Linked DNA regions of Rattus norvegicus: region 1 is linked to region 2. The links are chromatin contacts, called in public Hi-C maps. All regions are on one chromosome and are shown on one strand. Each heading gives the region's core, a stretch centred on a gene start, on an enhancer-like site or on the middle of the called end of the contact. The rest is flanking DNA. Distances are from core to core; before and after follow the strand shown.

Region 1 (4,683 bases), core at 1,751-4,250, 860 kb before region 2:
CATAAGAGAATAACTTTAAACCAAACAAATTAATAATAATAATAATAATAATAATAATAATAATCAGCACAAAAATAGGAGCAACTCATATCTTGAGTATGATAGAGTGAAGATTTTTATCAAATGCTCCATAGGAAAGGAGAACAAGCCCTGTGTTTGCAGAACACATTGAGACAGTGCTTAACATACAGAATGCATCAGGGGAAGGACTTAGGAAGGAACTAAGAAAGGATAGAATTACCAGGGTATTTTTAAAGGCTGATAGTGTAAAATAGGGTAAATGAGGAAGAAAAGGACGATGGAGCTGAGAAATGGCTCAGGAGTTAAGAACATGGTTTGCTCTGTCTAGAGAGAGTCAGATCTGAGGCTCCAGCACTTATACTACGCACTTCACAAATGGCTGTAACTCTAGCTCCAAGCAATCAGATGCCCTCCCTGGCATCTGGAGGAATACTTACATATGTAATGTTCACACACACACACACACACACACACACACACACACCACAACACACTCATACACACACGCACACACACACACATTCACACACACACATTCACACACACACATTCACACACACCACAACACACTCAACACACATACACATTTACATGCTAAAAATGGAATAAGTCTTGAAAATAATAAAACATGCAGTACCCTAATAGAAGAGACGATGGTATTGCCACATAGTTTTAAATTTGACCATACTGTTCTTATATTTCTGTATCTTTCACATTTTTTTATTAGAAGAGTCTTGTTTGACCACCAATTTAAATAAGCCTCTCTAAGAATGGAATGCCCTTCCTGCACATTAAAGTTTTCATGATAATGGAAAGAATTAAATTATGTTTGTTTAAAGTTTTCTATAATGATGTTTTATTAAAAATAGAAATGAAACTAAAGTGACATTTAAAAAAATGATTCTTTTTGCTACGCAGATGATTGTACCTGAAACTTTAAGCATTTCTGAGGAGACAGAGCAGTCTAAATGGAAGTAAAGTTGCTTTATAATTGAAAGTTTGCATCTGAGTAAACTCTAGCCTTGGAGAATACTGGAGAGTAAATTGAATATTCTGAACTAAAGAAAGATAATTCCTAGCGCCAAAGGTTGCGAGAGAGCAATGAATGAAGGAAATGATGGTATCAATGTTTCTCTCTGAGTATTAAATAAGATGGTTAGTCTCAAGAGTGACACAGGCTTGCTATGCCGAGGAGAATGTCATATCCTCTACAGCACAGGGAAGACGGCTAAGAGCAGCCCAAGCACCTGATATAAACTTAAGGCTCCAAAATTGCTCTCAGGCATATTTACTACTTCCAACTTTCTATTCTCTATCTCTGGTTGCTATCTTCTGTCAATAGACACATATGTATGTATGTATGTGTGTATGTGCATATGTAATGCATGCATATATGTATGTATGCATGCGTGTATGCATGTATGTATGCATGCATTTTGTATACAGGTATGTGTGCATGTATGCATGTATGCATGTATGCATGTATGTGTGTATGCATGTATGGATGTGTGTATGTATGAATGTATGTATGTCTGTATCCAGAAATCATTGATCTATCAATAACACATGTACTGTATATCAATCTGTGATCTTTTTAATGCCCACTCACAAGCTTATCTAACATCTATCAAGATGTCTAGTCTCTCTTTCAATTGTTTATCTACCATCTATGTTTTCCTTCCTGTCTGCTCACTGATTATCATTTATCTGTCTGTCTGTCTGTCTTTTTTTCGTTCTATCTCTATCTTCCTATCTATCATGTTAATATGTATCATTAACCATATTAAATTACATTTATTTTAACTAATGTATATCTCAAGAACCATCTATATGAATGTTATATGTTGTTCAGTGAATATATGCCTTGTGTACAATTTGATCAAATTAAACATATCTACTTCAATAGTCATCATTTATTCATCACAACAATCAGATTAAAAACTTTATACTTCTCTAGTAATTCAGTTGCAAGTTTGATAGTATTGATAAAATATCACTGTGATTCATAATGTTCTTGAATACATCATTCTGGAGAATCTATCTATTTCCTCATCTCTAGAAACCTCCCAACCTTCTCTGTGTCATAGTTTAACAAAACTGACAAAAGGACATGATAAATTTCTCTAACATTTAACTTAAATTCAAAACAAGTATTTGTAGTAGGCTCACAAGAAACACCTTCTTAATGCTTCTCCATTCCTTTGGCAGATTTTGAGTCCTGAATTCTGTAAATGACTCACTATGTGGGAAGCCCATAGTCATCAGGGTGTGGCCTGCAAGACTTTCTACCTCATGGTGGGAAGACATGGAGTTCCTAATCTTTTAATTATTAGCTGTAAATGAATGGGTGCAGAAAAGAGAAGACATTACGATGCCATTGTCTGTAGGCCCTGCCCTGCAGCTGTAGTCAGCTTCAGGGGTGTGGCAGAGACTGTTTTCATTGTTTCTGTGTTTACTTCCTACAATAGTCTTCTTCATAAATTTCCTTATTACCATCTGTGTGGAAACAATCATTTGTTGCCCTATAGAAATGGGTGGTGTTTCACTGTTTATAGTGTTAATATTGTAGAAAGCCAATACACAGATTTTGTATCTTGTCTGTTTTGTCAGTTATGAAGTCACCTTGACTGAAGGATGGCATGCACACTTTGCAAATTTCAGTAATAAAATCCAGTGAGTGTGTTTGAAGTCCTCTATCTATAAGAAATAAAGTCGAAGGCACAGCGTGTCTCCTTTTGGTGGCTTCAACCTTCTTTTCCACCTTTCTTCCTCCTCCTAAGTGCTGAGGAAACTTTCTGCTCTGGGTTTGTGTTCACTGTCTCATATAATTCCTAAAGAAATTGATAGAAGTTGATGAGAATAGTCGTTTTTCATTTCCTGCCCTCAGGAAGCAGGGAGTCTTTGTAGGATCCCAAAGACAGACTTTAAAATTGCACATATGGGTGTGTGAACTCAGGTGACTGCATCAGTCTTTCAGTCCACTTGACTCTCTTGGCTACTAATCTACATAACTATGGAATTGGAAGTCTAGACCTAGGAAGCTGGAGTAATGGAGCTAAAAGAATCACCAGTGGGGCTGGAGAGACGGCTGAGTGGTTACGAGCACTGACTGCTCTTCCAGAGGTCCTGAGTTCAAATCCCATCAACCACATGGTGGCCTACAACCATCTGTAATGAGATCTGATGCCCTCTTCTGGTGTGTCTGAAGATAGCTGCAGTGTGCTTATATATAATAAATAAATTAAAAAAAAAAAGAATCACCACCAACGTAGAAGGAATATGAGGATTAGGGAAAGTGCATGCATAAGAGAAATTAGAGAGTTCACTTACCTAGCTACTCTAGGGTCACCCAAAGATCATTCTTATGGCAAGATTTCTGGATTTCTCACAATGTACCCCCACCCCTCATAAAAAGTGAAGAGATGGCTAGGAGAACCCATCTCTACCCCTTTCTGTATGTCTCAGCAACACATACGTGGGAACATTCTAGCAGCATCCTTGGTGGTGAAGATGAGTGTGCTGAGAGATATTCATGTTGAAGGGAAACATACATAAACAGTCATGACTCCCCAGTTTTATCGATTATAAAACTTCAGTGAATTGAGAAGGCTCTTGTCGAACACCCCTAACTATTACTTTATATTCGTGATCATAGAATAAAGTAGATATTCATTATCACACAAGAAATTCTCAACGATGTTCATGTCAGTTGTGGTCTAGGATGATATTAAAAGAACAGAAAAGGATGAAAGATAAAAATGAAAGCCTGAGTGAAATTCAGCTTTTTGGTTACACAGTGTATTTGGGCCACAGGAAGCCCCATGGAATAGTAATCAGACCGCATCTCACCCATGAAATAGATGTTTTGTGAGGAAGTTAATCTCTTTCAATCTGCAGAGTCAAAATCGAGATCACGCCTATACTTCAGATGACACATGCCAAAATCATGCAAAGATTAACCAAAGGGCACTCCTCGGCCTTGCACAAAATCACAAACATCCAACAAATGTCTCTCCAGAGGTCACTTGCTGCACTGTACTTACCCCTCCAGCATTAAGCTTGCTGTGGAGGAAGGCGTGTTGCTGACCTCCATTATTTCTGTGTTGGGAGAGCGATGAGAGTGTTAGAGGAGTTGATAATGCATGTGTCACGATGTCCCTTCTACAAGTTGTATTTCTCCTACGGCCACCTAATATTTCATTCCTAGAATACTCAGTGACAGCAAGAATCTGAATGTGTTTTTGCTTCCTGCCTTCCTGCTGCAGCGGTTTGGCAAAGAAAACATTCATTTACAATTTATGGAGAAGCTGCACAGGTGCCACTGAAAATCAGCTAGTAGGTGATAGAATCTGACATCTCCCATCATGCACCAGGGCTTCCTGATTCACACAATATCACAATCAGGTTAAATTAACAACAACGATAGCAATAGTAAAAAAAATGGTACTAAATTTTCCCAATTCAAATGCTGCTTGTGGTTAACTATAAAAAGATGCCTTGAAGGATTAGAAAGGTGGCTTGGTATCTAAAGTGCCTGCTTTGGAAGCATGAAGACCCTCAGCTCCTATATTAAGATCTCAGCACAGTGATAGCATCTATAAACCCAGGGTTGGGTGTAGGTGTTTCGATGTGTCCCTTTAGCTCTCCAGCAAGTAAACCTGA
Region 2 (4,056 bases), core at 1,460-3,959:
CAGCTAGGCCAAGACGAGAGGCCAGGAACAGGAGCTGATGCACGGCCAGGCACAGAACCAGGGTTGAGAACCAGCCAGGTCACTGGACTAGGACACAGGACCAGGCCTCCAAAACAGGCTTTGAATACAGGACCAGGTTATTGTAAACAGGACCAGAGCCACCAACTCAGGAGCTATGAACCAGGTCTCAGGACTTAAAACCCAGGAAGGATTTAGAGATGAAGACTTTACAAAGAGAAGTCGATGTCCCTGCTCAATCCTGGAGGCTGATTAGAAGCCTGGGCCTCACTCCAAGGGAAAAACTACTTATACAGAATCATAAACAAGGTTCCGAGGCAATGAAGCAATCAGTGAGTAGAGTACTTCCCTCAAGCATGAAGACCGGAATTAGATATCCAGAATTCACATAAAAACTCAAGCACAGTGGCTGCTGCACTAGGAACGTCTGCTTCCAGGTCCAGTGAAAGATCTGTCTCCAAAGAGTAAGGGGAACATGATGAGGGAACACAGCCTTCTACACACCTAATCTCCACATGCTTACATGGGCAAATGTACTGGCACAAATGTGTGCAAACATCCAAACACACACGCACACACACACACACACACACACACACACACGCACACACACACCTATATATATATATATATATATATACATATATATATACACACATACACATGGCACTCTCACCCATAAACACATGTACACACAGACACACATACCACACACACATACACACATATATACACATACACACCACACACTACACACACACACACATGTGTACACACACACACACACACACACACACACATATATATATATATATATACACACACATACACATGGCACTCTCACCCATAAACACATGTACACACAGACACACATACACACATATATACACATACACACCACACACTACACACACACACATGTGTACACACACACACACACACACACACACACACACACACACAGAGAATAAATAGAATCCTAACAAGGAAAATGGTGCCTCACCTTATAGCAACTGAATATGTCATCATTTTGGTTGAAATTCCTGGGAGGGGTGCCCTCTTCTAAAGGGAAATGGAGAAGTAGATCTGAAAGAGGGGAAGGAAAGGAAGATTGGAAGGAGAGGAGGGAGGGGAAACTTGAATCAGGATGAAATATATGAGAGAATAGTAATGATAATAGCTAATAATAATAATAATAAAGAAATATTCTCCTTTGGGATTTATAAACAACATGCAGCAGAGCACAGCATACTCAAAGAAAATGTAGGCATGGATGGGTATCTTTGAATTTATTTTAAGAGAGCCTATTGATTCTTTCATAAGCTCTCTGGCCAGTACTTATACCCAGACCATGGGATCTGAAATGTGAAGGCTCTTCTCTCCTCTCCTCCTTAGAGTTTCCATTCAGAAACAAAAACAAACAAACAAACAACAAACCACTGGGCCACACAAAAGCTGGTCCTTTAAATTTAGCACTGGGCTTCTCTGAAGCAGTGCAAAGGAAACCAATAAGATGCCTAAGTGGGGTTAATGGGATGTTAGCAGTCAAACCCATCATTTGTGTTTCCTCCATGTTACAGAGGGTGGAGAGAGCACTTCATAGTTGGCTGATTTTCCCCTTCTGTTCCTGTTAGAATTTTGTTCGTAGAGTAAACTTACTCCCATCCCCTGGTGCCCCAGCTCAGGTTGTCTTGGCCTTTTCCTTACGGGTCATGTTTACCAAAGGTTTACAACTTGGCTGCAAACACCAGTTGGCACCAAACCTGGGAAGTTGGGCAGGAGGAGTTTGGCATAAACATTGCCCGGAAGCACTTTTTTCTTTCTGAATCTGAGAAAAACAGGCTAGGGTCATTTTCCAGCTATTTATGTTATTCATGCATAAATAAGACCGAGGCCTGACAGCATCAAACAGTTGCTGGCTTTTGCATGCCTCAAAAATAGATTTGATCCAAGAAAAGTAACATTTGGTAAACAAATACGCAGTGACAGGCTGTTAAAAAAAATGAAGGGGGGGGGGAAGGTGGCATGGGATGGATTAAATAGAAAGGCAAGAGAGAATGTTTCAAGAATCATTTTTTATATCAGAGAGCAGAGCCAAGAAAGTTATTGTTAAATGACTACAAACATTTAGAAATTTCTACAGACTCAAGATTATAAATAAGCAAAATGCAAGCTTTCCAGTAGATTTTTATTAAGATCTAGAAGGCACCTCAATCAAGCACTCAAAGAAAAGAATATAGAATGATCTCGGGAGGATAGGAACAAATGATGTGTTCTGAAAACAATGGTGTTTAAAGCATTTTAAAACTCGAGGAGAGAAGGAGGGGGAGCGAGTCATGAATTAACACATGTTGATGTTATAGGTCTTTTAAAATAGTTGTCAGTGTTCAAAGCCTCCCCTTGTCTCCCCTCTTATTAAATTGTTTAGAAACGCAGTTTGTAAACTGTAAACATCGGCAGCCTGTGGCTGTATTCTAAAGAGAGAAAGTGATGGTGTCAACTGTTCCCTAAAGAACGTCTTTCTGGCAAACTTAAAAGTCAGCCTTGACGTCAAGTGACTCTGGACAAGAGTCCGCATTGAGTTCTACGGAAGAGTGGGCAGAAAGGACTTTCACTCTGGAAACCCTACCAGGGAGGAAGCACTGAGAGACCAGTTTAGGGAAAAATTAAAAGCAAGCCAACTCAAACAGAAAGTAAAAATAAGTCAGTGGGGAAAGAATGTCAACTGCAGAAGAATGTAGCTTGTCTGCCACAGCTCGCGTTCTGGAACACGTGCTCTTCAGGCAAGAAAGGGTTTTCCTAAGCTTGTTTTGTTTGCTCTTTTCAAAGGAGGTTTGAGCTATTGTTAACTGCTCAAGTCAGGGGCAGTTACATCTGGTGGCCAAAAATGTATGCTACCTTCTACATTTTTTTTTCTTTTTTTTCAGAGCTGGGGACCGAACCCAGGGCCTTGTGCTTGCTAGGCAAGCGCTCTACCACTGAGCTAAATCCCCAAACCCTCCCTTCTACATCTTAGCCACACCAGGCAGAGAAATAGAATTGTGCCAGTCGATGAGAAAATTAACCTGATTGAAAGACCGTAGACATAATCCAAGGCATCTAATCAGTATACTCCAATGCCGATTCGAGCTTTTCAGGGACTCGTTTCAAATGTTTGGCTCCCTGGAACTACCTAGGTCAACTTCATCTACAACTGGGTCTAGAATATGATACATGTTCCTGGTGTGCGCTACTTCAGACAGAGTCTATAAATCAGTCTATTTACCCTACTATCAAAACTGTTGCCATGACGATGTTGTGGCTCTGAGGATAGCAAATCACATGGTCTGCAGATAAATGTTTACATCACAGAGCCACAGAGTGCCTTTGCCGACACTGAAAAGCACAAATATACACACAGGATAATCCCTTGGAGACTGTTACTGTCTGTGAAGAAAAAGCCCTAGAGAATGTGGTCTGGACACCAGAGACCAGAGAAGAAACATGCTCATCAGATAACAGGCTTCTTGGAAAGTGGCCTAGGCAGCCTTCAGTATTCTCAGAACTGGCAATTAGTTCTTATTATATTTGAAAGACATATATTTTACCTCAACTGACTAATCATGTGGCTTCTTCAAGAACCTGAATAGATTTTTTTTTTTTTTGATTCTCAATTCCTAGCACTCTGCCTGATATTTTCCAGAGCTTCAGCAGGCATCTGTCAAAGGAATAGTCAACATGAGAAGCTAGGATATAACATCCTTAGTCACACACTGATGCTATGAAATTGCAAGTGTCTGCACACTAAGAGAGGGGTCCTTGATTTGGCTTTGTTTAAGGTTTTTGTTGGTTTTGTGTGATTTGTTTTTATTATTTTAAAGGGGTCTTACATGGCCCTTTGAACTTGATAGTCTAGGATCACCTTGAATGTCTGATTCTTCCAACTACTAGAATCAGGTCTGTGCCACAATGCTTGGCTTTCTAGAGTCCTAGGGTTTGAACTCAGGACTGTATGCATGCTAGGCAAGTACTCTACCAACCAAGCTATGTTCTTTGCCT

The links. Hi-C and Micro-C count contacts between places; a contact is called where the count stands out from the background.
Region 1: a Hi-C map of the Rat2 cell line shows a contact between it and region 2, with 5 times the contacts expected there. The contact joins two enhancer-like sites. A contact is called at or near these places in 5 of 12 Hi-C or Micro-C datasets (the A7r5 cell line, the Rat2 cell line, Schwann cells and 2 more).

The regions. Positions count from the first base shown.
Region 1 is chr17:70,471,903-70,476,585 of GRCr8, reverse strand. All of the region lies in intron 2 of LOC120097919 (a long non-coding RNA gene), which reads left to right. Among named protein-coding and RNA genes, the nearest start is that of Akr1e2, 170 kb to the left of the region's middle. Within about 2 kb of position 3,000, at least 4 of the 93 cell types and tissues checked have an H3K27ac peak or open chromatin away from gene starts, as enhancers often do.
Region 2 is chr17:69,612,839-69,616,894 of GRCr8, reverse strand. No RefSeq gene overlaps it. Among named protein-coding and RNA genes, the nearest start is that of Klf6, 160 kb to the right of the region's middle. Within about 2 kb of position 2,709, at least 29 of the 93 cell types and tissues checked have an H3K27ac peak or open chromatin away from gene starts, as enhancers often do.